Linked DNA regions of Mus musculus: regions 2, 3, 4, 5, 6 and 7 are each linked to region 1. Evidence: chromatin contacts called from public capture Hi-C and promoter capture Hi-C data. All regions are on one chromosome and are shown on one strand. Each heading gives the region's core, a stretch centred on a gene start, on an enhancer-like site or on the middle of the called end of the contact. The rest is flanking DNA. Distances are from core to core; before and after follow the strand shown. Region 1 holds the start of Foxj2 (forkhead box J2). Region 2 holds the start of Ltbr (lymphotoxin B receptor). Region 3 holds the start of E130112N10Rik (RIKEN cDNA E130112N10 gene). Region 4 holds the start of Chd4 (chromodomain helicase DNA binding protein 4). Region 5 holds the start of Pianp (PILR alpha associated neural protein). Region 6 holds the start of Mlf2 (myeloid leukemia factor 2). Region 7 holds the start of Gnb3 (guanine nucleotide binding protein (G protein), beta 3).

Region 1 (4,229 bases), core at 1,027-3,526:
AATTCCCCCTGGTGGGTGAGGGGGAAAGCTAGGCTTTCTCCCAACTGGTTGTCTGCACGCTCATCTCTTCTTGGTTTTGGCAGAGAGTCTCCTGCTTCTCCAGGCCTGCCAGAAATGATTCTAAGGGATCAAAGCACAGTCTAAAAAAACCGCCAGGATAGTCTTCTCCATGTACATACTCAAAACCCAGACAGCAAGCCACAGTCATTCCCACTGGGGAACATGTACATCATTCTACAGGCCAGCCATTGAACCTGTGGACCACAGTCCTGTTTCGGCGCATCACCACGACAGGTATCTTCCAAGGATCTAGTGGACAGGCAAAGACTTGGATAACACAGGCAAGCCACCCATGGCCCGTATAGGGAGGCAGAGACTGAAAACCTAAGGGGAGGAAGCTCCACACAGAAGACGAGGCATGGTCCAACCACCAGACAGGAAGTGCAGGTCTCGAGCTAGTGACCTCGGGTGAAAAATCAGAGCTCTGCTACAAATGCCACTCTGGCTCAACCAGGAAGATTTCTTAGCACGTTTTCTCCTGCTCTTTCTAAAGATTTTTGATTTTGAAGAAAATTTTCAACACAAGGTTCCTGGGACCCAGAACTAAACGAAAAAGCAAGAAGAGAGATGATGAGACCAGTAGGTGTTTTCCTGGAGGAAACTCTAAAATAAACTCCTCAGAGGTCAGACCTCCCTGGTGGACAGCTCATGAAGATAGAGGGACGGGTGGAAGGAAGCTAGGAAGCACCTTCTTCTCTTCCTCCATTCAGCTGATTTTTCCAGCGAATGGCAGGACACATGAGGGGACTAAGGCAGATTTGGTATCTAGGAAGACTCCAGCCCACCAAGGTGCATTGCCCTGACAGTTCCTTCTCATTCCAGGACATGTGCATTCGCATTTCCCTTTGGATTTTACACAGAGAGGCAGATATCCAGCCTGAAGTAGGGTTGTCAAAAGGGGCCTCCCTCCTGGTATCCAAGACAGAGTGGGCGGGGACCTGTCGCCAGTCAGGCAAGCAGTCATTGTAATAGACTGGAAAGAAGACGTCTGTTGAATATTAAACTGACTTAGGCATGCCCTGGACGATACAATACAATCCATAAAATGCCCCCACGACTGCAGGTCATTTACTGCAGGTCCAGTCACCAGAGGACAAGACCCAAAGATGGACAGTGCTGTGGGATTCTGACTGTGCTGTGTCCTGAGTTACTAACACCATGGCGTCCTGAAAACGCACCTGTTGTCTGTTCTCAGTCCAAAGCATCAACTTCTCTAGGGGCTGCAAATGACCCAACCCTTTGGACTCCAAAATCTTAAAAGGCCATTTCTCAGAGTCTCTGAAGCAACATGTGGGTTCCAGTGCAAAAGTTCCATCGGAAGACATTTCCCAGGGGTCTTTCTTCTTCCCTTCGAATGAACCCTAAGCTCCACCATTTCCGCTCCCCACACCTCCTGGTGTCTAAAGACTACAGAACGGAAAGCACTAACCTGTCTCCAAGGCTCCCCCCGCCGCTGGAGGAAACCACCTGGTACAGAAGTTTGAGGTTGCAGGGATTCCCCTCTTCAGAGGCAGGTGACAGGTGGCATCCTCAGTGACTCTTCCAGTGCCTGGCGGAGCCTCCCAGGCTGGAGCAGGGAACTGAGTCCCCTGAGGAAGAGGAGTCGAAGGAGGAGGAGGGGGAGAGGGAGGACCTACCTGGGGAAGATGGCACACCCCCCACCCCCTGCCTGCTACCCTAGGGAGGAGGGGAGGAGCCTCTCCCAGCCAGGAGTTGTCTCCTCCCCTTTGGGGGAATCCCCCTCCCCCCCCAAACTGGATCTTTCAGGGGCTGAGGGCTCTTTCTGTCAGTTGGAGATCTGAGTGGAGGGGCTCTGCCCCGGTCCACTGTCTAGGTGCACGGAAGTTGAGGGGCGAGGTCTTCTACTCTCCAGCAAACTGGAACCAATTCCTGGCGGTTCCCTGGAGGGTCCTGGCTTGTGCGTATCAGGACGCCTCTCCGCGGTGAGTCCCGGGTGGGATGCGGGGTGCCTACTCCACAGGCATGGCTCCCTTTCTCTCTGCCTCAAAAGTCCCAAACTGTCTGGAGTGCGCTGAGGCGTGAGGGAGGTCTCACTCCGGGTCCTTCAGGTCTCACTACCCTTCCCGACTTCTGGGGGTCTCCGCTGGAGCCACCGTGGGAGGGACAGCCGCGTGCCCTGCGGCGATCTCTTCTGGCTGTCCGGGGAGTAGGGAGGGTCCTCCCTCCCAAGGGAGAGGGAGCAGGTCCCGGCACAGGGTGTCCCGAGGGTGGGGTCCTCGCACTCCGGCTCCCGCCCGCCTGGCCGGCCGGCCTGGACAGCAGGGTCCCGGAGGCCGCGGTCCGGGCTCCCGTCACCCGCTGCCGGGCGGCAGCGCCTCCCGGGTCACGTCCCCCGTCCGCCGCGCTTCCCGGAGCGTGGGGCTCCCCGCGCTGCCACCTCTGAGGCTCCGACCGGTCGGGGCAGCCAGGAGCCGGCAGGCGGACGGAGCGCGTCGGGGCTCGGCTCGGGCTCGGCTCAGCTCCGCTGCAGGCCCCGGCTCCTCCCCGGCCTCGGCGCCGCGCTCCGCGCCCCTCCCCCTCCCGCCGCCGCGGCCGCCGCCTCCCGGCGCGGGTTAAGGAGGAGCGCGGAGCCCCGCAGCCCACGGGTCGCCGACCCTCCGTCCCGGGCACTGGCGATGCCAGCGTCCACGCTAAGGGCCACACACACCTCTCATTGTGCTGTGGTCTACGCCTAAGACAAGTATTCCCAGTTTTCTCAGAAACGCATTTGATGGCTCCTCTCTTTCTCTTCCAGACAGCTTATAAAGGGTTATAGGGCCGGGCGTGAAGTTAAAGTTTACTCTTATCCTGGAGGTCAGTGAAAGATTGGATCGAGGATGTATAAAAAGATAAATGAGTCTGTTATAGAGAAATGAGCATCGGGAAATGGGGTCTTGTGTTAGTTTCGGCTCTGCAAACTTGTGCAAGGCCCTAGTTTCTGGAAGCATAGCCTGTGAAGAAGGGACTATGATACTCTGGCCTGCCTACTAATATGGATGTCGCAGTCACCAAAGGAAATGATTTACGAGTTGCTTTTTAAAATGGTCTAGTACACAAAGGGTTCAAAGCATGATTATTCATTTCCCTTATAAAATGTCATTTTTTTTTACCTTTGTGCTAAAGTCAAGTGACATTTCTATAGACTATGTTATCCTGAGTGCCACAGGGAGATAGAATGGGCTCTCAGCACATCCCTCTACTTCTTACAGAATAATCTCCATCCTGGGACAGGAAATAGAACCAGGTTAGCCCATCTCTTACCTCCCCAGTCATGCTATTCCAGTACAAACTCTTAGGTATATCACCCTCTGGCTTACTTTTCTCCAATTGTGTTCTATTATAAAATGATAAGACAAAAGAAATTGTTCACTTGATATTTGAATTGCTCAAAAAGATGACAGTTTGATGACTCCCTGTAGAAAGAGATGTCATTTGTCTTCTGGCTAAATATATGCCTACTGCCATTTACTTACATTCTTGTACATATAACCACATTACACATACAACGTCTGCATTAAGGCTTCACACTCTCCGTGTGTTATCACACTTGATTCTTACTGGCAATTCCATGCAGCAGTATCAGGCCTTTAGAGTGTAACTACAGCTTGAAGATATTGTTTGTGTCTGAGTTCATGTAATTCGCACCATTATGCAATTCGTAGTGTTACTTTGTGTCAGGTGTTGAACCCAAATGGCCTTAGAGCCAGGGTCTAAACCTCTAGTACATTGTTGGCTTAAACTGGGAAAACATGTCATTCTCAAATTGCCAGTCAGTGAGCCCCCTAACAAAGCCTCTTCCCTCCCCACACTTCCAGTATCCATGTGAAAAGATTCATTTCCTCCAGCCTAGTGGCACCCACTTGTGAGTATCTTGAGTTCAAGGGCAGCTAGAGGAGGATCTTGATTTCAAGGGCAGCTAAACTATATCATGAGACCCTATCTGTAAAAAGGATAAGATGGGGCCAGGCTTACAGCCCAACTGGTAGAGGGCTTGCCTGGCAAGCATGAGGCCCTGGCCTCTATCCCTAGCACCACAAAAGCACAACCCTATACAATGGCAAGTATTTATGGTCCCAACACTGGGGAGGAGAAACCAGGAAGATCAGTAGTTCAAGGCCAGCCTACACTATGTAATGAGTTAGGGAGGGGGAGGCATTGTTATAAAATAG
Region 2 (4,229 bases), core at 752-3,251, 2.5 Mb before region 1:
AGTGAAAGCTAAGTAAGACAACATGGAGGCTCCTAATTCTCTCTCTCTCTCTCTCTCTCTCTCTCTCTTTCTCTCTCTCTGAATAGTACATGTGAATTTTCCCTAATAAAACATTAAAAAAAAAAAAAAGAAATAGTGAAATGTATCTAGGGCCGCTCCCCACCCACCCGTTCCTTTATGCTGTTAAGAGATCCAAGTGAGTCAAGCCCCTGCCCCAACTCCCTGAGCCCAGAAGGAAGAGAAATCAGAGGTCTGCTATTCAGTATCTCTACCACTGCCAGGGAACCTGGGACAATTGAGACAGACAGGTACCAGCAGAGTGGAGCTGCTGGGCCAGCACCCAGGGAGGGGACAGCACAGAGTGACTATCAAGAGCCCAGGCAGCAGTTAAGAGCATCAACTGCTCTTCTGAAGGTCCTGAGTTCAATTCCCAGCAACCACGTGGTGGCTCATAACCACCACTAAGGAGATCTGACTCCCTCTTCTGGAGTGTCTGATGATAGCTACAGTGTACTTACATATAATAATAAATAAATCTTTTTTTTAAAAAAAGTATACACTTAAAAAAAAAAAGCCCAGGCAAGTTCCCCCCCACCCCGCCCCGCTCTGTTCCCCCCTCTCCCCAGGTCTTCTCTAAAACTCAATCCCTTGCCAGCATTTCGAGGCTCCACCGAAAGCCTGTCTGGATATCTGATCCACCATGGAAAAGGTCAGTTCTCAGGTGAGCTATTGCAAGAGAAGGCTTTCCCTCATTCCAAATGAGAGTCCAACCCCACCCCCCACCCCCGAGTCACAAGGGAGGCAGGACAGATGTTGCCATGGGCTGGGATCTGAAAATCAGATCTGGACTGCAGTTAAGTTCTTCCAGAGTGGCTAAGCGGTGTGGACAGCCTTCATTTACACAACGAATATGTACCTGGCCAGTGGCATAAGCCAGATCATGCTAGACTCCGTGAGCCTAGACTAAATAGCCAAACCAGGCCACGGGCCAGCCAATAGCCTAGTAAGGAGCACAGGGCAGACATTAGGGTTCCTTGGGGGCTCCATGGCTGTTTTCTTAATAGAAATTTAGAGGGGTGTGTGTGTGAAGGGGGCTGGGGGGGGGGGTTGGGAATCAGTAGACGTGGGAAAAAGGGGTGTCACATACTTCCAGCAGCTCTGGGCTATTAATGGCAGGAAGAAAAGGCCCACCAGGCTTAACGATCTTGGAACCCTGTGCACCGCTGCCTGGCACCCTGGGCAGGTCTTCTCTAGAAAGTAAGGTACCTACACTGGCTGGGCTCTCAGGTCCCTCGGTTTAAGAGAGTTATAGGCTTATGTGCACACACGCTGGAACTAGGCTACCCAGCCCCAGCCCAGAAGCCCCCACTCACCAGGACCTGGGTTTACACACGCCCACCCTTCCGTGAGAGAGGTCCCAGAGGAGAGGACAGATTCAGGGCCAGCTGAACTCTCTCCAGTGTCTTGTGGTGTGCGCCCTGGTGTGTGGCGTGGGTGGGCTTGTTACTGTGGAAGCTTCTTTTTAAAAAGTCACAGAGTGGAGCAGGCCCTCAGTCTCTGCCAAGTGGGATGCCTGGCCAGACGCTGGCTGCATCTGCTAACCACCTCTGGGTATCCTGGCTGGGTGCACTGTCAATCCCTGGCGCCTCCTCTTTGCAAATCTGACACCCAGCTGTCCACAGCTCTCTGCCTCAACGTCCACGGCAGGTCAACCAAGTCAGCTCTGCCTCGGGCTCTCGGAGGTGGGCCTGACTGATGGCTAGCCACTGTCTCTGCTGCCCCCCTTTCGGCCAGCAAGCGATCCTAATCCGCAATCCCCTCTGAGAGCCAGGCTTCCGAAGAAAGGTGGAGGCCGGGTTCCGGGCCTGCAGCTCTCACGTGCTTTCCCGGCCACCCCCTCCCGCCCTGCGTCGAGGCGGCCAAGCCTGTTCCTCTTCCCCCCCCCCGTCGCGATTGCGACAGGCCGGCCTCTGCTCCCAGGGCTCCCTGCCCCCGCCCCCGGCCGGCTCGCTCCACTCCCACTTCCTGAGCCCGGCGCTGGAGCCCTGGAGGCCAGGCCCGGCCGCTCCCGGCCCCCGGGGGCACGTCGGCCCAGCCGCCAGGCTTGGGAAGTCGTGGCCAACGCTGCTCAGGACGTCCGGGCTTCCCACCTTCCTCCTAGGACTCCACCCGGTCTGGTCAGCCGAGCCGAAAGGCCGCCATGCGCCTGCCCCGGGCCTCCTCTCCCTGCGGCCTGGCCTGGGGGCCACTCCTGCTGGGACTCAGCGGGCTTCTGGTGGCCTCTCAGCCCCAGCTGGTGAGGGAGGGGCTAGGTGGGATGGACCAGGTTTCTCTCTAGCCCTTCTGCCCTCCAGAGCTGACCCTGCCTCATTCTTCTCTTTCTCCGCCTCCTCTGGAAGGTGCCCCCTTATCGCATAGAAAACCAGACTTGCTGGGACCAGGACAAGGAATACTACGAGCCCATGCACGACGTCTGCTGCTCCCGCTGTCCCCCAGGTGAGAACAGTGGCTCCAAGTGGCTTGGGTGGTAGAGGTGAGCCAGAATGAGCCAGCACTGCTAAAACTAGCCAGGAAGGAGAGTCTACGAAGCATTAGCATTGTCCCACGGACACTGAGATTTGAAGAGGTAGCGGCATGTAGCCATGAAGACAGGATGGGGACAAAGAGACCAAGGAGAGGCTCCGAGGCATGCAGCAAGCAGAGGCAGCGGACGCAGAGATGGACTTCTTGTCTCCTGATAACCCTCTTTCCCCATTCGCCTCATAGGCGAGTTTGTCTTTGCGGTATGCAGCCGCAGCCAAGACACGGTTTGCAAGACTTGCCCCCATAATTCCTATAATGAACACTGGAACCATCTCTCCACCTGCCAGCTGTGCCGCCCCTGTGACATTGGTAAGTGGGGACTCATCTGGATCTGCATGATGGGTACGACTGGGAGGGCCAGCTCCTCTCTGACTCTTCCCTCTCCCTGACAGTGCTGGGCTTTGAGGAGGTTGCCCCTTGCACCAGCGATCGGAAAGCCGAGTGCCGCTGTCAGCCGGGGATGTCCTGTGTGTATCTGGACAATGAGTGTGTGCACTGTGAGGAGGAGCGGCTTGTACTCTGCCAGCCTGGCACAGAAGCCGAGGTCACAGGTCAGAGGTCACTGAGGGCAGCCAGTAAAGGGAGGCTGGGCATCAAGGGCAAGGAACGTGATACTGTGCGCATGGTGCTTCTCCCCACTGGTACTGTGAGTGTGGTACCTCTGCCCACTGGGAGAACCATAAAGAATCTATCAGTCCTTGAAAAAGGCTCACAGGAGGGGGTCTGCCAAGACATGAACTGGTATGAGGAGCTTAGAAGGTAGCTCCCTCCTGTCAGCCCTGGGGAAGCTTGGGCAAAACGGCAGGCTGCAAAGCCAAGCTTGGGAAAGGTAGCAACTACAGAGCAGAATGGTTGGCAAAGAGGGGACGTAAAGGAAGGCCACCGAGTCCTCACACTTACCCACTCACCCCCACTGGCCTGCCTTTCTTTTGCCAGATGAAATTATGGATACTGACGTCAACTGTGTCCCCTGTAAGCCGGGACACTTCCAGAACACTTCCTCCCCTCGAGCCCGCTGTCAACCCCATACCAGGTGAGAGGGCCCTTCCCCCACTCACCTCCAGGAAACCCAAGGGTTGTCATCTCCTCCATCCTTGACTTCCGGCCATCCCGACCATGTGTTCCTGGAGCCAGTCACCAAGGGGAGCAGGGAGAAGCTCACAGTCTTGTTTCTCCACAGATGTGAGATCCAGGGCCTGGTGGAGGCAGCTCCAGGTACCTCCTACTCGGATACCATCTGTAAAAATCCCCCAGAGCCAGGTAAGACACCGGGCTGAGGAACACAAGGCAGGGTCGGTCTGGGAAGATGCCTCAGCCCCCCTCATCCACAGAAACAGGGAACAGTGCATCTTTCTTCCCAGGGTTAGACAAAGTCAGAAACATTTCTTCTGAAGAAATCAGAAGGAGGTAGCGTGTAGTTCCATGGTTAGAACGCTTGCTTGGGATACATAAGACCCTGAGTTTGGACCAAAAGAAAAAAAACGAAAACTTGGAAAGGCAGGTGTGGTGGTGCACCCTTGTAATCCCCAGCGCTTGAAAGGCTGCGGCAGAAGAATCAAGAGTTTGAGGCTAGCCTTGGCTACAGAGTGAGCCTGTCTCCATAGAGGGCCTGGAGATTAGAACATCCCTAGACTCTTTTCTTACAC
Region 3 (4,229 bases), core at 806-3,305, 2.4 Mb before region 1:
CTTTCTACCCTTGACCGGGTGCTGGTGGGGCCCTTTCTGACGAGGGGCCATCCACAGAGACCTCAATGGTGGCCTGCTCCCCTGTCATGGTCATCAGAACCCTTTCCTGTGAATACTCAACAAACTGCCCTTCTGAGACCAACAGGGACAAGAGCAGGATCCCAGTGTGTGGCCCAGCAAGCTGGGGAGACTCAGGCTCTAGCTATAAAGCACACTTACTCTAAGTGAAACCGTCCAGCTGACAAAACTACATGCCAGGGGTGGAAATGGCTCACCAAGGGCTCCAGAGGGGGCTTGGCAGTGAGGAGCACGAAGTGTTCCTCCAGAGGACCAGAGTTTGATTCCCAGCACTGTCAAATGGATCGAAACCAGCTGTAACTCTACTTTCAGAGGGTCTGACACCTTTGACCTCCTCTGGCATCTACAAACACAGGACGGACACACACACACACACACACACACACACACACACACACACGATTAAAAATAATAATTTTTTTTAAAAAAATGGAATGAGCCACCGGCAGGTGCCCTGGTACCAGAAGGACTGACTGCCGTGAGAGACACTATCTACAGACACACAGACTTCCTGGCCTTGGTTCTGTCTTCTCTGTAAGTTGTGACAGTGCTGTGGGAAAGCTGAGGCTGAGACTTTCTCTCAGTTGAGCTAAAACTATAAATAAATTCATTTGTCTACTTCTATACACATTGTCCCTTCTCTCTGTGCAGGCAAACACTGGAACCCGGAGCCAAGCCTTACGGCCCAGGGACTCTAGTAACAAGCCAGCTATGGACACTCTCCATGTGCTATTCCCCTTCCTACAGAATGAGGGTAGGGGAACAAGAGGAGGAGGAGGAAGAAGAAAAAAAAGAAGGGACAGTGAACTAGGAAGAAGGATAGTGTAAATGCTAACTTCAAATACGCACACCTACAACTGAAACAAACAAACAAACAATCCCTCAGTGTGGCCCTGAGCTTGTAATTCAAGGGGTTAAGTGGTGTGACAAGGGCGGGGCTTGGAGTAGAGACAGCAGGAGATCACTGCTGTGCTTGTTGGCTACCAAACAATTCCAGGTTCAGAAAGAGACCCTGTCTCTGAAGAATAAGGTGGGGTAATAGAGCAAGACACCCAGTGCCCTCACCGAGCCTCCACACACAGGCAGGGCTGGGCATACTCACCCACACAAGTGTATACACCGCATATACACAAATACAAGTTAAAAGTGAGACTTCACATAGCTGTCCAGCCTCCTAAAATTCCAATCCTAGAACTAGGCCACACCCCATCTCGTCTGTTCGATCACAGATCTGAACAGGGAGTTGTCACCAGGGCAGACCCAAAGGATTTAACATGGACTGAAAGGAAGAAGGGTCCAGAGTACCGGGGAATCTATCTTCTGGCTCCACCCCCTCTCCAGCCCTCTCATAGTTGGGGCTGATGGGAAAGCTGATGTGGTGATACCAGGTTTTGAAATCACCTGGGGATTTCTTGGGTGCGGGGTGGACCTTAGGGAGAACAGAAAGCAGAGCTGGCTGCAGCCATTACTGGCCTCGGGCGGGCGGCCACAGAGGCAGTTGAAGTGAAAGTGAAAGAGAAACGATAAGAGAACGGAGACCACAGGTGCTAAGTGAGGGTGCTCACAGAACCCCCTCTTCAGCCAGAGATCACTAGCAGGGGAACTGTGGAGAAGGCAGCCAGCAAGGAAGAGCCTGAGAGTAGCCTCCATGGGCTTGGAGCCCAGCTGGTATCTGCTGCTCTGTTTGGCTGTCTCTGGGGCAGCAGGGACTGGTGAGTGCGGAGACCAGGCTGGGGCCTGGGGGACTGGGGGGGAGGAAGCGCCAAGCTAAAGGAGCCCCAGGAAGCCACCTTCTCAGAACAGCACCAGCTTGTCTGCTAAGCCCAGCAAATGAGTGCGGCACTCACAACATGCGGAACCAGTTTGGAGAGGGGTACGGCAGAGAACTCACAGAAAAGGGGGGCTTCCTCGATGGGAAGGCAGGGTGTTAGCATTCTGTGGGACAGCTCACTGCCCTGAGTTGAATCCTTAGAAGAGGAAGGGGCTCCCCAGGCTAAGAAATCATTGGGTTGGTGACTCCTGGTGGGCGTGGCTATGGCAGAAAGCAGAGGCCTCTGGGAAAGTTGGGTGATGAGAAAAAGGTTGTCAATGTCCCTAGGAACAGCAGTGTCTTGGCTCCTCTCCCCTGTGGCAGTATTTCTTATTCCTTTTTTTTTTTTTTTTTTTTAACCTGAGAATTCCTTTCCAGAAATTCCCTTGCATCCCACAGCTGAGACTCAGAAATACAAAGCATAAACCCCTCTGGCTTTGATCAGGACAGATCTAGGACTTGAAATAACTCACAGAGCCGCTGCCTGAGTAGCAGGTGCCTCAGCAGAAGCTGGGTTTATAGATGACACCAGGACAGCGGGGCTCAGAAGGCACCTTTACCTGCTGCTCAGCCCGGGGCTTGGTGAAGGGGTGGGAAGAGTGTGGAGGACGAGGGTGCTTGTTCCACTTTCCCTGCAGACCCTCCCACAGCGCCCACCACAGCAGAAAGACAGCGGCAGCCCACGGACATCATCTTAGACTGCTTCTTGGTGACAGAAGACAGGCACCGCGGGGCTTTTGCCAGCAGTGGGGACAGGGAGAGGGCCTTGCTTGTGCTGAAGCAGGTACCAGTGCTGGATGATGGCTCCCTGGAAGGCATCACAGATTTCCAGGGGAGCACTGAGACCAAACAGGATTCACCTGTTATCTTTGAGGCCTCAGGTAAAATCTCCCCATCCTAGGCTTCCTCCACAGGAACAGCCCCGTTCCCAGTTCTATCTACCCACGCCTGCCCCCCCCCCCCCCCGGTCTGGCGTTGTCCATCCAACATTACTTCTGTATGCTGCCCTTCTCCCCAGTGGACTTGGTACAGATTCCCCAGGCAGAGGCGTTGCTCCATGCTGACTGCAGCGGGAAGGCAGTGACCTGCGAGATCTCCAAGTATTTCCTCCAGGCCAGACAAGAGGCCACTTTTGAGAAAGCACATTGGTTCATCAGCAACATGCAGGTTTCTAGAGGTGGCCCCAGTGTCTCCATGGTGATGAAGACTCTAAGAGATGCTGAAGTTGGAGCTGTCCGGCACCCTACACTGAACCTACCTCTGAGTGCCCAGGGCACAGTGAAGACTCAAGGTGAGAAAACAAAATGCAGTGGCACAGGAACATTTTGTATTATTGTGTGTGTGTGTGTGTGTGCGCGTCCATGCGCACATACGTGTGCACATGCCACAGCACATAGGTAGAGATCAGAGGACAGCTTATAGAACCTACCATGTGGTTTCCAGGGATTGAACTAGTTCACTATGCTTGGCAGCAAGCACTTTATGCACTATGCCATCTCAATAGCCCCAAGATAGTTTTTTGGTTTTTTGGTTTTGGTTTTTTTTTTTTTTTGGGGGGGGGGTTGTTGTTTTTTTAATTTGTTTTTTGTTTGTTTGGTTGGTTTGTTGGTTGGTATTTTGTTTTCTTTTGTGGTTAGAGATGGGATAGAAGGAAGAAAACAAATATCCCACAGGTCCTCCTGAGGTACCCATAGAGCTTCATCTTTTCTTTCTAAAATATCCTGAGTCAAGAAGAGGGGATGCTAGGAGATCCTTATTCGAGCAAGCATCAAAACATAATAATCATCAGGTATTTTCTCCAAAGTGGGGAAGCAACACATGAGGACACTGTAGCTACACATGTCACTACACTCTTATTTAGCCAAACTCATGTTTCCTCCCAGGGAGAGGGAGTCTGGTCTGGTGCTTCATGGCAATTACAGCAGAGCACAGGGAGAAAGAAGTGCTCAGTAGCTCTTACTAGTGAGCCCATTCCTCATTCTCTCCCACTTAGTACCTCCTACCAGGTTCAAAACCAAGAGGAAACATATTGACAGGCACCTGGAGAGTCCAGTTCATTATTTTGCCTCCAAAAAGGAGAAAATCAAGTCCACAGAAGATGACGATGAGGGGGCCCCTCTCCTATCCCTGCAAACCCCTAAAACATTAGCCTTTAGTATTATGTTGTCCCATACTGAGGATAGAACCTAGAGCCTTGTGCTAAACACGAGCTCTACTACTAAACTACAGCTTCAATTCCTTTTTCAGTTTTATTGTGAAACAGGGGTCTCACCCAGATGCCCTGGCAGGCCTGGAAACTTGTGATTCTGTCATGCCTCCTTAGTAGCTGATGGTACAGGCA
Region 4 (4,229 bases), core at 1,065-3,564, 2.3 Mb before region 1:
ATGCCGTAAGGAACAAAAAACAGGACAGCCAGGCTTCACAGGGTAGTAACCAGGACAGCCGGGCTCCACGGTGTAGGAAACTACGTGGACGCAGAGAAGATACCGACCTTGCAATGAATGTGGGGGAGTCAAGCCAATAGGTGCCTTAACTAAGGGGGCTCTAAATAAGGAGACAAGAGAAAGACATCCACTTCCAAGCATGACATCAGCCATCACTTGAGGGCAGGCACTCAGGCAAGATGGTTATAATAATACGGGTTTAGCCAGTCCAGGGAGCAACCCCAAAACACAGTGCAAACCCTAACACACCCACACAAACACCTCACGCCACCAATCCAGACCAGACCCCAAGCTACCTCAGAGTGGCGGAAGCCCCTAGTAAAGATCCAAGATTATGTCCACACCAAGGGCCAATTCCCTCCCTCTGCCCTCACTAGGCTACTGCATGCTGCCTCTCCTAGCCCTCCATCCTTCTCCACTCAAAAAAATCCCAACAATCTGACTAACAAAGTTCTACAGATCTGATAAAGAGTGAGATTCAAACTTTACACTCTTGAAACAGCACAGAGAACCCGTAAGAGATCGGGACAGAAAGCAACCAACACTCTCGCTTTCTTCTCCAGGGAACAACCGCGGGATCCCAGATGCCTGGCAGGGCTCCCGCAACAGAAATCCCCACCGCACCCCACCATGTCACCACCAGAGTCGGAACCACCTGCATTCCTCCAAGAACCTGCACGAGGTAAAGCTAACCCAGAGAGCTCCCTCAACCGGGGACTGCGGAGCATTCCAGACAGCCTTGAGTGAAGCCAGCTTGCATCTGGGTCCGTGGTGCCCAAGAGGCACATGGCTTCCACCTCCCCCAGCACCCCCCAGCACACAAGAGCTCCGCAGAAAAGAACCACTCCCTTCGGATGCCCTCCACCCTGGGTTCTGCACAGGGACAAGCAGCGCGCGAACGCAGCCTCACTGGAGTCTCGAGGAAAGATCAAACATCTTCCTGCCCTGGGCCCTCCGGGAAGATGTTACCTGGATGGGGTGGGGGCAGGCTGTTGTTCAGAAGTGCGTCCATATCCTCCTCCTCACTGCCCGCTGAGCAGGGGGACGGGGAGCCCAGGCCCGACGCCATCCCCTTCCGTTCCCCGGCCAGGGAATTGGCCCAGCTGCTCCTGCCTGCGGCCTGGGGCCCTCTGCACTGGCCCGAGTCACTGTGCGGGGGAGGGGGGAGAACAGTGAGTGACGCGCAGTCCCCCTCCCCCACCCGCTCTTTCCGCCCCCCTGCCCTACCACCCTAGCCAAGCACCCGAACCACTCAGGCTGAACTTAGTTCCACACTCCTCGGGGACAGCCCGTGAGCCGGCTCCCCAGCAGGAGCCCCCAAGAAGAGGGAATGACGCCCCCGAGGGCAGGCTGGTGCATGGAGGGGAAGGAAGAAGCTAGCCTGGCCTGAGCCAGGAGTGCCTGGGGAGTGGGGTTCGAGTGGGGAGGCGCGGAGAGGGTCAGGGGAGGCGGCCGGTGCTCGGGGACACAAGGTCACTTGGGAGTGGGGGGGCGCTCCTCTGCGCCCGGGGAGGGGCCAGTCCCCAGACAGGGCAGCTCTCCAAAGGCTGTCCTCTGGGACAACTCAGGTTCTCTTCCGGAACGGCGGGGACCAGGGGGCGTGGAGGCTCGGGCGCTCCGGGGTCCCGAAGAGTCGGGACGCCGGAGGAAAGCGAGCACCCACCGGGAAGGGGGCCGGGCCACGTGTCCCGGGGGGCTAGCGAGCAAAGGGCGAGGGGCGGGCGGGCAGGCGCTCGCCCGGCATTGTGGGAGGCCGAGCCCAGGAGGGGGGGGGGGCGGGGAGCAGGACTCCCTCAGGGCAGGGCGCCGTCTGGAGGTAACCCGGCCGCCTCCGGGGAAGAAGGGTCGGCTCCCTGGAGAGGGGACGGCCCGCGGGCCCCGGGACGCCTGAAGAAGGGACAGGTGAAGGAATGACCCCCGGGACGACGTCGGGCTGAGAGAGATGTCTCTCCCGTTGCCTCGCGCGCTCCTCACCCTAGAGCCGCCTCAGGTCGCGCTGGGTCTCGCCGGTGTCACTCCCGCTCCAGCTCCTCCTCGCCGCGGCCGAAGGGGGGAAAATGGCTCCGGCTCCGGCGTCGCCTCTTAAAGGGCCCGAAACACCGGCCGGGAAATCCCACCGCACAGGCCCCGCCCCCCACGGACAGCCCATAATAACCTCAACCAACTCCAACCCCCCCCTCCACTACCGCCACCCTCCTCTTTAGGTCTCCCGGGCAACCCCCGCCCCCTCGTCGCTCAGGCAACCATTGGCCACGCCCCCGTCGAGCGCGCGCGCGCGTCACCTGGGCAACCGCCCACCTCCTGGCCATCCCATAATACACACGGACACCCCACATACACACACCCCGCCCCCCACACTCTATGCATATATGTGCCCGGGGCTACAGACATATAGTGCAGATCTTTTACAAACTAAAACCTGCTCCCCCTCCCTTAGATAACCCATAATAACCACTCTTTGCCAACTTCTTCACTCTTGGCCTTACTGCTAACATCCCATAATAACTCATTACCCCTCCCTCCCCTTGGCCATCCCATAATAAGCACCCCTCCCAGCACTTCAGCCTCATATCCCATAATATTCAACCCATCCCCCACCGACATCCCATAATAACCACCCCCAGTTTGACATCCCATGATTGTCAGAAACTCACCCACCCCATACTACAACAACGGACACTGGGCCTCCTCCCACACGGATCCCGTAATAATCAGTCTCCCACTTTCTATACTGATATCCCATAATATCCAACCCCCCCAGAGCTGCCCTCAGTCCCTGCACTAGGGTTGAGATTCTAGATGCTCACTTTACCACCCACAGCCTTCCCAGTCTCTTTCTAGCTCCATGGTCCATAAATTACCATTCCTCCTAGCAAAGAGATACTCACTAATGATCAGCAGCTCTGCTGTCACCCCACAAATGGACATCTAAATCTCCTCCACTAACACTGGGAAAATGTCCTATCATTTACTCTATCTACTCTCCCATCCCATAATTTCAAAAAGCCCACGATACCATAATTGTCCCAACACAACCCAGTGCCACATCCCATAATACTTCTGCTACACTCCATCACCGCACACAGGTCTGGCCAGACATCCCCTAATTGTCACAACCTCCCCCACCTCTAGAAGTTGTCAGGCTCTTCCAACTAGAGCAGAGAGGGTGTGGCAAACTGCTAACTGCCCTGTCCCCACTAGCACACACTTTAGTCCCTTCCTGGGCAATAGGAGCATTCTGGGCTCTCAAAGTTCAGGACCCCCAGACTTCCTAGCTCATCATTTGCAGACACTCAGGAACCAAGAGCCAACCTCGAGCCCCAACAAACCCCACCAAATCCAGGTATGTTCTAGATACTTACCTCCCTCCAGCTTTGAATGTTTGTGTAAACTCAAACAAATAATATGCTGACTAGATGAAACACTTGCATAAAACTTCATGATGAAAAACTTTAACTCACCCAGAACATCCCATAACAATTACAAACCCCCATCCCAAAACTATTTCTCAACATTCCAGAAGTCCTCTACACTGCCACCTTCAAGTCCAGGCAGCCTCCGTGGACAGATAGCCTATCACCACCATGGACTGAGAGTCCTCTACCATGCCTTGCTCTGTACTCACCATCACTAAAGTTCATTCGACATACCCTTGACAGAGTACTAACAAGGTAAAGAGCTAGCTACTTACCGACCGAGAACGAGGATACCAACACACAGGTGCCTTCCTTCAAGAAACAGTCACAGCTGGGAACATTATCACATGCCAATAACCTCAGCACTCAGAGAACACACGAGATGATCAAGGGATCAAGGCCATTCTCTGCTACTCAGTGAATTCAAGGTCAGCCTAGGCTACAGTAAAAACAAGTCTCGGATAATTATAATTTATTTATTTATTACCAGCACCGTGCTCTAACCAACTGGGCTAATGGGGCACCCATGAATAAATATTAAATGTATAATGAAGAAACATTAAACAACCAAAGAGACCATGCATGATACAATATAAAAATATCTAGTAATTCTTGCTCTCTAACTCTCTTCCTGCTGTCCCTTCCCTCCTATCCCCATCATCACCTGCTCTCCATGTTCATGATGGCCAGCCTCTCTCCAGTCCTCTACTTCTCTCTCTCTCTCTCTCACTCTCCTCCCTCCTCAACTCCCCT
Region 5 (4,229 bases), core at 987-3,486, 2.2 Mb before region 1:
AGATCTTCCTCAGCTGTGACCCAGATTTTTGGCCTTTACTGGAGGGAAAAATGAGGGTGTCACACCCTAATCTGGCCTGTGAACTCCCCCATCTCATCTATCCACCAGTCCTGCTCCTTCCCGCCCCACCCGGGCTGCCCAGTTACCCGCCATGCTTCTGCTTCCCAGAAGCCAGTGTTTCCCGGCATACTTTTCGGGGAAAACTCCCTAAACTAGCCCCCTGCCCCACCTCCAACATCCCAGATGGGGCCCATTCCCTCCTGGCCCCAGTGTCTGTCTACCCTTGCCTCTTTGGCTTCCTTCCTTCTCACTTCCTCTGCCCACAGCTCCAGGCTTCTTGGATCTTAATTTAGAGCCAAGAACCTTGTGATTCCCTGAGCACCTACCGCTAGGGAGGGAGTTTTTGAGTGGGGGAGGGAAGGGAAGCCAATCTTAGTGAGTGTTGGGGGGGATGCTAGAAGCCCGGTCACCTCTTGAAGCGCCAGGCACTTCTTTTATGATGGAGCCTAGAAGCTGGCTGCCTAGCTGCCTTTTCAGACAAGCGGGAGAAAACAGTCGGTGGGAGGAAAGCTACAGGACACGCTTTGGGGTTTGCTCTTGATGCTTAACCACCCAAATGCATGGGTGCATTCTGAAAGAGGGTGGAGCTCAAAGGAAGCCACCCCCTCAACTGTGGCTGCTCCGGGGAAAAGTCCTAGGAGAATCTAGATGGTTGGTTCTGAAAGGAAGTGCAGTCTCCAAACTGAGGGTGGTGAGGCCCGAGGGGCTGGGATCTTCAGAGAGAAGAAACATGTGACACCCTGTGTCTTCTGGATTCCTAGTCTCCGTCTGCGTGTTGAATACCCCAGGGAATAAACTAGGGAGGGGAGGGGGGTGCGAGAGGTGAAAGGCTGCGAGGGAAAAGGTTGGTCAAGAGTGAGAAGACGGACAGACAGCAGCTGGGAAGGGAGGAGATGGGGAGGAAAGAGGGGCTACAGGAGATTGGCCAAGGATGCTGAAGAGAGAAGACGGCAGGGAGGGAAAAGAAAACAGGCATCAGGCAGGAGGATGGAGGGGTCTGGTCAGGGCAGAAGCAAAGAGAGTGGAAGAGAAAAGGACGGTGGAGATCAGAGACGGGGAGAGAGTCATTGAGACAGATTAGAACACGGTGTTGAAGGCAAAATCAAAAAAGGAAGGGACGGGGACCGGAGGTGGGGGGTGGACAGAACAGCAAAGATGGAGGAGTTAGGAATTGTTTCTTGAAATTGAAAGAGATATGGAGACAGAGCTGGAGGCCAGGTGAAAGAGAAGGGAAAGGAAAGAGGCCGGGGGGCTTAGTGGGAGGAGGTTAGAAACGGGAGGAAAGAAATGGTAGCCGAACCAGTGGAGCGAATAAGGACTCGGCGACACCAGTGGCCCGCTACTCCAGGGCATACCTGCCCCTTCGTTGGCTACAACCCACCACCACCACCAATGTCAACTCCAGCCCCTTCACACACCCCGTACCCCTCTGTCACCCCCTCCAGGAAGTCCGCAGTCCCCAAGCTGGTGCGCCACCCCACCCCCTTCGCGCTCCTCACCGACCTGTTGTGCGCAGAAGACGAACTGGGGGTGGGGTGGGGGAACCGGGCCCCATCTCTAGCAGAGCCCCCCAATCCCGCCAATCCCACAGGCCTGCGCTCCCTGGATAGGGTTGGAAAGCGGTGCGAACCGGGAAAAATAAGGAAACGATCGGCCAAGGGATTTGGAGGGAGCACCCAGAGCGGAAAGGGGACCTGAGGCAGGAGGATGCCCGAAGCTGCAGGATGAGCTAAAGGCGGGATGGTGGCAGGCGCGGAGACGTTGACTGCTGCACCAAGAGGGTAGGATGGAGTCAGGACAGCGGAGGGATGGAGGGCACTGTGGAAAGGAGCTCTGGGAGACTGGAGGCGGCTGGAGACCGCGCCAGGAGGGGCGGGGGGCGAAGGACGCGGAGCTGGCACTGGGAGGGCAGAGTCTGCTCCCTACGGGTAGGGGCTTTGGGTCCCCCTCGCTCACCTGCATGCCTGGTGTGGCGGCGCGACGACTGCAGGCGCTCGGAGCTACGCGGGGCTGGGGGGTCGCAGAAACGGGTGGGGCGCCGGGCATGGTCGGGAGGTTTGGCTGGCAGCGAGGAGCTGGAGCCGGAGGGGGGCGGGCGCCCGGGGCGCGGGGCGGCGGCGGCGGCGGCGGCGGCGGGAGACGCTCGCTTCGGCTGGGCTCGGCTGGGCTCGGCCGGGCTCGGCTGGGTTCGGCGGGCGACTAGGACCACTTGGTCTCCGCCTCTCCTTCTCACGTCTGTAGGCCACGCACGACTTAACCCTTCGTTTGCTACGCTGCGAGCTCAGCTTTTGTCCAGGTGCAAGGTTGGGAAGAGGAGCAGGGATGGAGGGGGTTGGGGGGACGCAACCTCCTTTGGGTAGTGATGGTAAGCTTCCCCTCTACCTAAGCGCAGCTTCACAGACCTCATGATTTCTGACCCCCAAGCAGTCTGAGATTCTGAGTCATCCATACATTTGAGTCCCCAACTCTGGCAAAGGTGGAAAGGCAGCTCAAGACCGTGGGTGAGAGGACCAAAGAGGGGTGGGAGAGAAGACTGCATACGCAAATTGGAGTGCCCCCAGCAGATTAATTCCTCATTTCACTATGATCCTTCTTATAATTCATTCTCCCTGAAGCAACCCAAACAGTCCTTAAATGGTTCAAGACCATTTGCTATACTTAGCTTTTCCGAGACTCAGAATATCCAACACTCACTATGGCTCACAAGGAGGCCCCCGTAGATTCCTGCCTCTGGGTATCTCCAGCTTTCTTTCCTAAGGATTTCTTCGGCACAGCCTTAGTGCAGTTGGGGAATATTCCTAGACCAGAGGCACTAGAAGCCTGCCTCGGGGCTTTGCACCCTGCTGTTCCCTCTAGAAGTTTCTCCTTGTCTGTTCCCAAATGGTCTACACGGGCTCACTTAGATTCAGGCTTCTGAGTGCCCTTTTCTAATCTCTTAAAACTCCCTTGACCTGGGCCGTGGAGATGGCTCAGGGGACAAAGGTGCTTGCCACCAAGCCTGACTACCTGGGTTCTATCCCCAGGACCCACATGGTGGAAGGAAAGTTGTCACCAGACCCCTGAACAAGTGGTGTGACACATACACTAATTAGATGTAATAAAGAGAATTCTGGGGCTGGGGAGATGGCTTAGTGGTTAAGAGCACTGACTACTATGCTTCCAAAGGTCCTGAGTTCAAATCCCAGCAACCACATGGTGGCTCACAACCATCAGTAACGAGATCTGACTCCCTCTTCTGGAGTGTCTAAAGACAGCTACAGTGTACTTACATATAATAAATAAATAAATCTTTTTTAAAATTCCTTTGACCCTACCCATTCATACCTAACCCTTCTCCCTGCATGACCCCCCCCAACCCTGCGCCCCAAACTTCTAGGAAACCACACTTTCCTGGCTCCCCTCCAACCCTCTGGCTGTTCTTTACTGTCTTCCTCGGTTCTGACCTCGACATGTTGGCGCTCCTAGGGCTTAGTCCTTGGCCTTCTTTTCTTTCCACATTCTTTGTCCAGTGATCTCATCCAGTCCCAGGGCTTAAACACTCTGTAAATGTCAGTGAGTCCTAAATTTACAAATGAGTGCCAGACTCATTTGTCCAACCGCCCACTTGACATATCCACTCCGTCCGATGTCTAATAGCCAGGCAAACCTAATGTGACTCAAGCAGATGGCTTGAGCCATCCCACCCCCAACCCTCTTGTGTCCCGAGCTCTTCATCCTAGGACATGACAACTCCTTGTTGTTCAGGCTAAAGGTGTTTTGATTTCCGGTTCCTTCCCTATGCCTGCGTCTCCAGCAGGTGCGAAAGCCCACACTTTCAGCGCATGCGCAGAGTCTACCCCCTTCTCGTTTATTGTTCGAAGCCGGATCCACGCAGTCATCCTGTGTCTGAAATTGCAGTACCCTCTTAGGAGCTCCTTCATTTCTGTCCTCATCTTTTACAAAATACTCTTTACAATTACCGGTAATATTTTGAAAGCTAAACCATAGCATGCTCTCCCCTTTCAAAATATTCAAGGGCCGGTGAGATATAGCTCAGCAGGCCATCAAACGTGACAAGCTACCTTGGATACTTAAGACCCGCAGGGTGGGGGGAGAGAACCAACCCCTTCCTACAACGTTGTCCTCTGACCGCCATATGCGAGCACATGCACGTGCACACCCTAAATAAG
Region 6 (4,229 bases), core at 1,051-3,550, 2.1 Mb before region 1:
CAGGCTGGCCTCGGAACTCAGAAATCCGCCTGCCTCTGCCTCCAGAGTGCTGGGATTAAAGGCGTTCGCCACCACACCCAGCTCATCCCGATCTTTAAGGAAGTGACCCAAAGGCAATGAATTAAAACCTCTGATCACGCTAAATGTTGATTGACAGGGCTTGCCTTTAACCCAGCACTGAGAGGCAGAGGTAAACAGAGCTGAGTTTGAGGGCAGCCTGGTTTACAGAGTGAGTTCCAGGACAGCCAGGACTGTTATAGAGAAACTTGGTCTCAAAAAAAAAAAAAAAAAAAAAAACAAAAAAAAAAAAAAACAAAAAAAAACCAAAAAACCCCTCTGAATATTTAGAGCTGTAAAAGAACCCCAAACTTTCCCTCCTCAAAAGAACCGCTGTACATTTTTACTTTCCCCAGTGATTAAGAACTTCTGAGTGTCAGTAGCATTTGAGTGTTCTAGTTATTATCTTTCTGTGTATGAGTGTTTTGTCTGCATGTACGTCTGCTCTCTACATTCATGCAATGACGGTGGAGAACAGAAGATGGCATCAGATGCCCTAAGACTACAAATACAGACAGTTGTGAGCTGCCATGTGGGTGCTGGGAATCAAACCCTGGTTGTCTGGAAGAACAGCCAGGTGCTCTTAACTCGGGAGCCATTTCTGCAGCCCTAGCTCCTTAACTTATAGTCAATGGGCTCTGAACCATGTCAACTATCCAAAGAGAAGATTTTTAAGACCACCAGAGTGGTGCATTTGGAAATAACATTTAAGGGGTGTGTGTGTGTGTGTGTGTGTGTGTGTGTGTGTGTGTGTGCGCGCGCGCACGTGAGTGTATGCACTTGTGCAAGAGATACAGGAAGAGAAGACAGGGACTCACCATTCCCAACATCCCGAAGGGAGAGACAGCCCCAGCCTACAAGACGAGAAACTGAAGTTAGAACTACACCCTACCAACTGTATGTACCAAAGGAGGTCAGTGCCTCCGTTCCCCCCTTCCTTCTTTCCACAGGAGTCACACAGCCCCTTTCCCAGACTCCTGACCCCACTCGTCTGCCTCCCACGCAGGTCATGTCCCTTTAAAGCTGGTTGTAGGGCAAGAACTGCAGCATACTTAACTAATCACCCCAGGTCTCGATATGTTCCAACTGTTACCTGCATCCTGCGGCTGGCAGGCCTGGTTGCTGGCATGTTACCATCTGTGATGCTCAGGAAGGGGCTATATCCAAAGCCGCCTGACAACATGCGGCTCATGTGCTGACGGTGAATTGCGAAGGGGTCCCTGCGGAGTGAGCATACACTATAGAAGGCAGATTAACCCCCAGCCTTCTTCACCTCCCCGAAATGAAGTCAGGGTACACAGTGGCACGGATGCCGGCTTCCCTCTGAGAGCGGCAGCTGAGTATCCAGCTAATTCTAACTGGTTCCAGCCAAGGGAACCAACTCAAAGGTCTGCCTGAACTGCTCAGACCTGAATCCGAATGGGCTGAGGGCGCGAGGGGGAGGGAATTCTCACATCAGGAACATGGGATCCTCAGGCTCCACGTCCCTCATGAAGCGGAACATCGTGATCTCAGCTCCAGGGGGCTCCACACTGTGAAGATACGGAGGCTGTGTTTCCTGCAGGCGGCCAGGCTTATGCACACCAGCTCAGTGTTGCTACTCTTAAGGCTGCCTCTTGCATACACTATCACTGACCCCTCCAAACTCCAGGGAAGATCCTTCGCCAGGTGAGCCATATAACCTATGAGACCTGAGAGCCAGCAGCTCTCCAAGCCGGTCATGGAATTTTTCCCAAGCCTCTTAGTGGTGCCCCTCCACCCCCGCCCGCCATCCTCTCTTCCCCGAGCCACGGTCAGCTCCTCCTCCGACGCCAGACTCGATGAGAATCTCGAACGGCGGCCCGCCACCCCATTAATGACCCCCAACTACTCCGCCTTCTGCTGGCACTGGGCGCTACCAGGCCTCCCCGGGCAGGCCTCACTGCCCACCGATCCGGGCCGCCACTGCCCCAGCCCGTGCCTCCCGCCGGGCGAGCCGGAGAGGAAGGTCCACTCCCGGGATCGCATCCCTGCAGCCGTGCGGGCCGCGGCGCCCTGGCCTCACCGGTCCCCGACTCCGGCTCAGCGGCCCATCCGGCCGGCCTCTCCTCGGGGCGCTGCAGGAGCAGGGTCGCGGCCCGGGACGCAAGGATTGGTCCGCGCGGCAGCTTCTCGCCTCCCGCACCGCCTCCTGCCTTCGCCTGCCACCTCCGTACCCCCGCCCTCGGCCCGAGAAGCCGATCTTCGGTCAGGCCCGAACGGAAGTGACGTCACGACGGACGGCCCCGGGGGCGGGCTGCGGGAGCTCCGCCCACCTGCTTGGGAGGGAGGGCGGCGCGCGCGCCGTGGAGCCCCGGAGGGCGGGTCCTCTGGGGCGGGTGGGAGGTGTCATTAAGCTGGCTCGGGGATCTGGGGACAGGAAGAGGCTCCTGCAAAGGTGGGGGGGGGCGGAGCGGAATCGGGAGGGACCGGCTGAGCGCAACGTGGGGGCAGGGTGTGCCGCACCTTTTTTGCGGGGGGGGGGGGGGAGAGGCGGGCTGTCTGGGGGCGATCGGTGGGGCGGATCCCTGCGGGGACCTTTAAACACACTGCAGGAGGGGCGCTTAACCAGGGGAGCGCGTGGGCCTGTCCCTCTGGAGAGACGCTCGGGCGGGCGGTGTCCTCCGAGTGACGCAGAGAAGGAGGTGACAATTTAGCTCAGGTCTAGTTAAGCCTTGGAAAAGGCCAACCAGGGAAGGGAATCCAGGTTGGGAGTTTGGCCGCCAGAGGGCGATCCTGGGCCGGGCTGGATCCTTAGCTCCTTAGGACTCGGTGTTGGCTTAGGCTTCTGGACCACTCCAGGACCTGTCTGTGAAGGGTTGGCCTGGGCAAAGGCGTTAGTTCTGAAGTCTGTTTGCTTTTTGTTGTCGTTTTTTGGTTTTGGTTTTAGTGCTCAGGACCCAACTCAGGACCTTGGGCATACCAAGCACATGCCCTACCACTAAGCTATAGTCCAGTTCCTTTAGGTCGTAGGTCTTTAAAACTTTCTTTGTTCTGAGCAGGTAGATAGGTCAAGGGACTAAAGTTTAGAAGAATAAAGGGGTGGAGAGCTAAATTAAGCAGAATCACCCAGGGGTGGAGCTAAAAAGTAAGCCCAAGAGGGCTGACTCCAAAGCCAGAGACTGGTATTTTGACATACTAATTGTCTTGCACAAAATCTGGCTGAGCTGGAGAGAAGAGCCCTCCCCTTTGGGTCAGAGGATTTGAACTGTATTGGGTAGACTTTGACCCACAGAGATCCAAACTCAAAACTGTCCCAAGTTCTTTACTCTGGCTGTCAGCCACATTGGTACCGTGTGGAACCTGATCTGAAGAGAAAGGTTTATTCTAACCAACTCCCTGAGGGAAAAGGGTCAGTGGTTACTCAGGAAAAGATTGGGAGCAGAGACTCTCAGCTTCTTTCGATTTGATCATTGCTAGTGGGAAAAAAATAGTGCTAAGAGAAGAAACAGTGATATAGTTAACGTAAGCTGACAGATTGGCAAAGTGAAGCCAAAAAAAAAAAAAAAAAGGAGAAAATGTGTTTTTCATTGATATTTGATATATAAGACCTTCTTTAAATGCCTCTTGGTATCCCACCCGACAATTGTCCTTTCTTCTTGCTCTAAAGAAAAGCACTTTGACATTCCATCCAGAGTACCTCAGAGCTGCAGAGCCAGCTCAGTGGCTAAACATGCCTGCTGGTTGGTGGGGCACTGGGAGGGAGGCAGAAAAAGGATGATCTCTGTGAGTTAGAAGCTGACTTGGGCTACATAGCTTATCTAGAAGAAAAACAAAAGCATAAAATTAAAAACAAACAAACAAAAAACCCAAAAGCATAAAATTTAAAAAATAAATAAATAAAGCTTGCTGCTATTCCAGAGCAACCCAGGATGGCTGCAGAGTTGCAGCTCCAGCAGCTCTAACATGCACTGCAGAAATCAAGGGTGTGTACACACCTGGCATACTGGCACACATCTACACGGAAAATAAATCTGAAAAAGGAGCTTGCTACCTTGCAGAGGACCTTGTTCCAGGACCCACTTTGTGACTCTCAATCATCAATCGGTAAAACCCCAGTTCCAGGCTATCCAATGCCCTCTTTGGGCCTCTAGAGGGATTGTGTACACATTGTACACACCTATAGGCAAAAATACATAGAAAATAAAAATAAA
Region 7 (4,229 bases), core at 885-3,384, 2.0 Mb before region 1:
GCTCTAGGATAGGGAACCAACAAGAGACCCTCCAAAAGGCTCTGCCCACTTTGGCTTCCATGTTCGGCAGCCCCCGTTTTGCCTTTTTCCTTCCTGGCTTAGGGCCAGTTTCTCATTTGCCCTAAACTCGTCCCTGAGTGAGGGAGGGCAGAGTAAGAGAATCAGGAAGCCTGATGCTGTGTTCCTGCATTCTCAGGCTCAGGTCCGTCCTCGGTGTGGGCGCCTTGTGGCCTTCAGCTCTGGTGGTGAGAATCCCCATGGTGTATGGGCTGTGACTCGGGGACGGCGCTGTGCCCTAGCACTGTGGCACACGTGGGCACCTGAGCACAGTGAACAGGTAGGGAGGAAGAGGTGAGGGGGTGGGGGGGTGGGCAGGTGGGCAGGTGGTCACTGGAGAAGTTTGTGAGTGGGTGAGACCCCCAGCAAAGCGCTTGGGTGACTGAGATAGCCCAGGGGTGGTCACTGGAGAAGTTTGTGAGTGGGTGAGACCCCCAGCAAAGCTTGGGTGACTGAGATAGCCCAGGAGAGGTGGATAAAGGAGACTGAACCACACTTCTCCCCATTCCCAGGAGTGGACAGAAGCCAAAGAGCTGCTGCAGGAGGAAGAGGAGGAAGAAGAGGAGGAAGACATTCTCAGCAGAGACCCTTCCCCAGAACCCCCAAGTCACAAGCTTCAGCGAGTCCAGGAGAAAGCTGGGAAGCCCCGCCGGGTCCGGGTCCGAGAGGAACTGTGAATGGCTGAGCCTGCTTCTCAGGATCAGGCCACTCAACTTGGGAAGGAACTGATGAGAAGGCTCTGGAGGATATCAGGAACATAGTAGCATGCCAAGTCTACCATCTCGGGGACTTACAAGGGCTACCAGACCCTGGACTCACAAGCTTGCTACACAGACTTAGCCTACAGCACATCAGGCCCGGGAGCCAGGTCTGGCCCCAGCTGAGGGACCTGCAAGGTCCCCAGGACAGACAAAAATCACTATGCCTCCCTGAAAGGCAGGCATGTGGAGGAGTGCAGAGCAACTGCTTCTAATAAGAAACACACAGAGGGGCTGGAGAGATGGCTCAGCGGTTAAGAGCACTGACTGCTCTTCTGAGGTCCAGAGTTCAAATCCCAGCAACCACATGGTGGCTCACAACCATCCGTAATGAGATCTGGCGCCCTCTTCTGGGGCGTCTGAGGACAGCAACAGTGTACTTACATATAATAAATAAATAAATCTTTAAAAAAAGAAAAAGAAAAGAAAAGAAACACACAGAGGAGACAGTCCCATCCTCTCCCAACCTGTGCAATAAATAATGATCATGAGGCTCTCCAGCCAAGGCCTGGTCTGCTCTATCCCAGTTTTGGTGGCTGCTGGAGGTGGGGTTGGTTAGAACTGGCCTGGGTGGGGACAGGTGGTGTCTTGGGGCCTCTCAGAGGTGGAGCCATGACAGCCCAGTGATTTGTCAGGGAAATCTCAGCCACCTGCTGCTTCATGCAAATAGACCCCCCCCGCACCCCCCCTCCCGGTGCCCCATCGCCGCTGCCACCACCACCACTGCCACTGCCACAGCCACAGCTGCTCCGTGAGCCTCCAACTCTAAGCCATGCCATCCCTCCCTCTGGCTCCTATCTTCACAGTCCACTAAGACCCTGGGAGTCATGTGTGGATGCATGAGGACAGACCCCAGCCGAGAAGCAGGACACAGAGCTCTGTTCTCTTTTGTAGTCATTTCTTTGCCCACAACACAGGGGCACATGGGCCCAGCTCCCCCCACCCCCATCTCCCTGTCAACTCCCCCAACTAGGATCAGGCCCAAGGGCAGCTGGTCGGGGCTTGTCGAGAAAAGGGATTATCCTGCTCAGCCCATCTAATCTCAGCTTCTGCTTGGACCCTCCCCACCCCTCCCCACAGCCCTCAACGAGGAAGCATGGTTTGTAGTGTTGACAACAGGGTCATCTGTCACCCTCCTGTTCTGGCTCCTGGCCCGCTTGCTGAACAAGGCCAAGATCATGACCACAGGTTGGGGCTAGGGCCTGGGGAGGTCACTGGAGCTATGACTGCTCCTGTTCTACTTCCCCAAACGCAACCAGTAATCCTCACGGCTTGTCTCTGATCCGTGGGCTGATGCTCTTATCTCTGCTGGCGGACTGACCGTGGAAGCACCCCTCTATCCCCACCCCCCTTCTTGTGGCTGCATAAGAGGGGTGCTGCTCTTCTCTGGTCCACGGGCCTGTTTCCCACCCCTCCAGGCTGACCTGTCTCTGGAAGCCACATACCTCCCCTCCCTGGCCTCTCCCCCACCCCTGCCAGCTGATTTCATTTGCCTGGCGTGGTTGTTGCTGGCCTTACCCTTCCCTGTCATTCCCCCCTCCCTCTCAGTCAGGGCCAGGCCAGGCCAGCTCCTCTGGCAGCAGAGGGGGGCAGGTGACAGGCAGGCATCGCAGCTGAGACAGTGAGGAGGCGCCCGGGAAGCGGAAACCTGGGAGAAGTCCAGCCAGAGCCCAAGTAAGAGGGAGCTGGCCGGCTCTACCCTCTGGGATCGGGGGCCCATGGGGAGGGCTCAGGCAGGGCTGGGGTTGATACCCAGGAGGGAGAGCCCCCCATCACAGGAGTAGGGCAGGATGGAAAGAACAGAAACATGGTCTGACGGGGACCTATTTCATGTCCCTGGCAGGAGCCGGAACTACCCCTCGACCTGTGCACCATGGGGGAGATGGAGCAGCTGAGGCAGGAGGCGGAGCAACTCAAGAAGCAGATTGCTGTAACCCCAGAGCCCTCGTCCTGGGGACCTTGGAGAACAGAACTCAGGACACGTGGGAGTGTGGCCTGGGAGGGATTGGGTTCACTCTTGGGTGACACTTTAGACACCTCTCATCTAGAAGGGTTCAGAGACTTTAAATCCAGACCTCACATTTGAAACCACCTCCCAACTGCAGAGCCCCATGCCCTCCCATATGTGAGGCGCATATGCATGCCCCCTGCCCTAGCACAGCCTCCCTGATGCCCACTTTCCCCGCAGGATGCCAGGAAAGCCTGTGCGGACATCACTCTGGCTGAGGTGAGACCTTCTGCCCATCTGAGGCAGGGCATGATAGGAGGGGAGGGGACTGAGCAAGGACTTCAGGACCAGCAACATATTGCTGCCTGAGCTTTTAGCACATCCTGTCCTTGAAGGGAGGAAAGACATTCATGAATTAATTCAACAAACATCCATTAAGATCTGCTCTGGGCCAGCCATTATATTGGATACGGAAGACATAGACTGGCCTTCACCCTGAACAGTGATGGGGGTAGGGCGAGCAGGACTTCTCTTAGACTCAAACTGGCAGCTGTCTAAAGTGACATTTCATTGATTTTAAGATGCATGCTTTCTCACAGAGCTTTCTAAAGTCGAGATGCATCTAACAATACATGATACCTTGTTAGCCTATTGTTTCTTTCTTCGTGATACACAAACTACTACTGTTTCTTAGAATTGATAGCCCAAGCCATGTCAGGTGGCACAGACTTGTAATCTAGCTAGGCTGAGGTAGGAGTGAAAACTCACAGCATACCTGAGCTGCGGGGTGGATTTAAGACTAGCCTGGCTCAAAATAAAAAGTAAAAAAGTTGAGTTATGAGAAAAATTTCAAAAAGGAAGGCATGAAGTTGTGTGGGGGTAGGAGGTAAAGGGTGGACGTGGGAGGAGTTAGGAGGAATGGGGCAGATATGACCAAAATGCCTGTGTGAAATTACCAATGAATAGAAATATTATGTTAAAAAAGAAAAAAAGCAGAAAGGGTCTGGGGATATATTTTAGTGCTGGAATTCTTAGCTATCATACTGAGGCCCTAGTTCAATCTACAGTACTAAGGGGAAAAAAGATAAACAGAATCGGTTGTATTAAATATGTACATAAGAGTAAGCATTATGAGAAAGGCACTGGGCTAGACGCTTAACTACATAATTCTACATGATTTCCATGGCAACTCTGAGATAAAAGGCTCAGGGAAAGGTGTGTGTAACAATTTGCTGAAGGTGACAAAGTACCGCAGACCGAGTCTGCAGACTCCTCAGGCTTGGTAGCTAGGAGGCTGCTTGTGGCTGTGTGGAGTGGAGAACTGGATTTCAGCAGTGCAGTCCCCGGCAGTGGTGATGCCATGGCTGAGTGCCACCATGGTGTATGAGAAGAGGCACCGGCCAATCTGACACCACCGTGTGTTTCTCTCCCCAAGTTTATGTGTAGTGACCTCATACCAACAGCCT

The links. Promoter capture Hi-C pulls out the DNA fragments that hold promoters and counts their contacts. Capture Hi-C pulls out chosen DNA fragments and counts their contacts.
Region 2: a contact with region 1 is called in a promoter capture Hi-C map of liver, with 2.3 times the contacts expected there. The contact joins the promoter of Ltbr here to the promoter of Foxj2 in region 1.
Region 3: a contact with region 1 is called in a promoter capture Hi-C map of pre-B cells, with 2.9 times the contacts expected there. The contact joins the promoter of E130112N10Rik here to the promoter of Foxj2 in region 1. A contact is called at or near these places in 2 of 39 promoter capture datasets (the C10 cell line and pre-B cells).
Region 4: a contact with region 1 is called in a promoter capture Hi-C map of cranial neural crest. The contact joins the promoter of Chd4 here to the promoter of Foxj2 in region 1. A contact is called at or near these places in 1 of 39 promoter capture datasets (cranial neural crest) and 1 of 115 datasets of contacts at active chromatin or transcription factors (astrocytes).
Region 5: a capture Hi-C map of macrophages shows a contact between it and region 1, with 5 times the contacts expected there. The contact joins the promoter of Pianp here to the promoter of Foxj2 in region 1. A contact is called at or near these places in 2 of 39 promoter capture datasets (embryonic stem cells and pre-B cells), 1 of 484 Hi-C or Micro-C datasets (B cells), 2 of 115 datasets of contacts at active chromatin or transcription factors (embryonic stem cells and large pre-B cells) and 1 of 9 other capture datasets (macrophages).
Region 6: a promoter capture Hi-C map of 3T3-L1-derived adipocytes shows a contact between it and region 1, with 4 times the contacts expected there. The contact joins the promoter of Mlf2 here to the promoter of Foxj2 in region 1. A contact is called at or near these places in 5 of 39 promoter capture datasets (the 3T3-L1 cell line, 3T3-L1-derived adipocytes, cranial neural crest and 2 more), 3 of 115 datasets of contacts at active chromatin or transcription factors (astrocytes, embryonic stem cells and large pre-B cells) and 1 of 9 other capture datasets (embryonic stem cells).
Region 7: a contact with region 1 is called in a promoter capture Hi-C map of pre-B cells, with 3 times the contacts expected there. The contact joins the promoter of Gnb3 here to the promoter of Foxj2 in region 1. A contact is called at or near these places in 4 of 39 promoter capture datasets (embryonic stem cells, hippocampal neurons, pre-B cells and 1 more).

The regions. Positions count from the first base shown.
Region 1 is chr6:122,818,231-122,822,459 of GRCm38.p6, reverse strand. Foxj2 (forkhead box J2) reads right to left here and starts at 2,276. Exons shown (of 11, transcript NM_021899.3): 1 at 1,490-2,276.
Region 2 is chr6:125,311,657-125,315,885 of GRCm38.p6, reverse strand. Ltbr (lymphotoxin B receptor) reads left to right here and starts at 2,001. Exons shown (of 10, transcript NM_010736.4): 1 at 2,001-2,296; 2 at 2,400-2,496; 3 at 2,767-2,892; 4 at 2,976-3,134; 5 at 3,520-3,616; 6 at 3,764-3,843. The coding sequence starts at 2,201. It also overlaps a transcript of Scnn1a not described here.
Region 3 is chr6:125,229,095-125,233,323 of GRCm38.p6, reverse strand. It overlaps E130112N10Rik (RIKEN cDNA E130112N10 gene), which reads right to left and starts at 2,055. Exons shown (of 2, transcript NR_015604.3): 1 at 1,970-2,055. It overlaps Tapbpl (TAP binding protein-like), which reads left to right and starts at 1,464. Exons shown (of 7, transcript NM_145391.2): 1 at 1,464-1,790; 2 at 2,527-2,769; 3 at 2,907-3,179. The coding sequence starts at 1,727. It overlaps Cd27 (CD27 antigen), which reads left to right. Exons shown (of 6, transcript NM_001033126.2): 6 at 1-702. The coding sequence ends at 14.
Region 4 is chr6:125,094,066-125,098,294 of GRCm38.p6, reverse strand. Chd4 (chromodomain helicase DNA binding protein 4) reads right to left here and starts at 2,314. Exons shown (of 39, transcript NM_001346610.1): 1 at 2,035-2,314; 2 at 1,030-1,208. The coding sequence starts at 1,129. Mir7045 (microRNA 7045) reads right to left here and starts at 1,271; the gene lies at 1,209-1,271.
Region 5 is chr6:124,994,727-124,998,955 of GRCm38.p6, reverse strand. Pianp (PILR alpha associated neural protein) reads right to left here and starts at 2,236. Exons shown (of 6, transcript NM_175696.4): 1 at 2,017-2,236; 2 at 1-38. It also overlaps a transcript of Cops7a not described here.
Region 6 is chr6:124,929,459-124,933,687 of GRCm38.p6, reverse strand. It overlaps Mlf2 (myeloid leukemia factor 2), which reads right to left and starts at 2,300. Exons shown (of 9, transcript NM_001170341.1): 1 at 2,102-2,300; 2 at 1,512-1,589; 3 at 1,151-1,277; 4 at 876-911. The coding sequence starts at 1,561.
Region 7 is chr6:124,838,180-124,842,408 of GRCm38.p6, reverse strand. It overlaps Gnb3 (guanine nucleotide binding protein (G protein), beta 3), which reads left to right and starts at 2,134. Exons shown (of 10, transcript NM_013530.1): 1 at 2,134-2,489; 2 at 2,659-2,745; 3 at 3,004-3,042. The coding sequence starts at 2,689. P3h3 (prolyl 3-hydroxylase 3) reads left to right here. Exons shown (of 15, transcript NM_013534.5): 14 at 197-337; 15 at 570-1,320. The coding sequence ends at 734.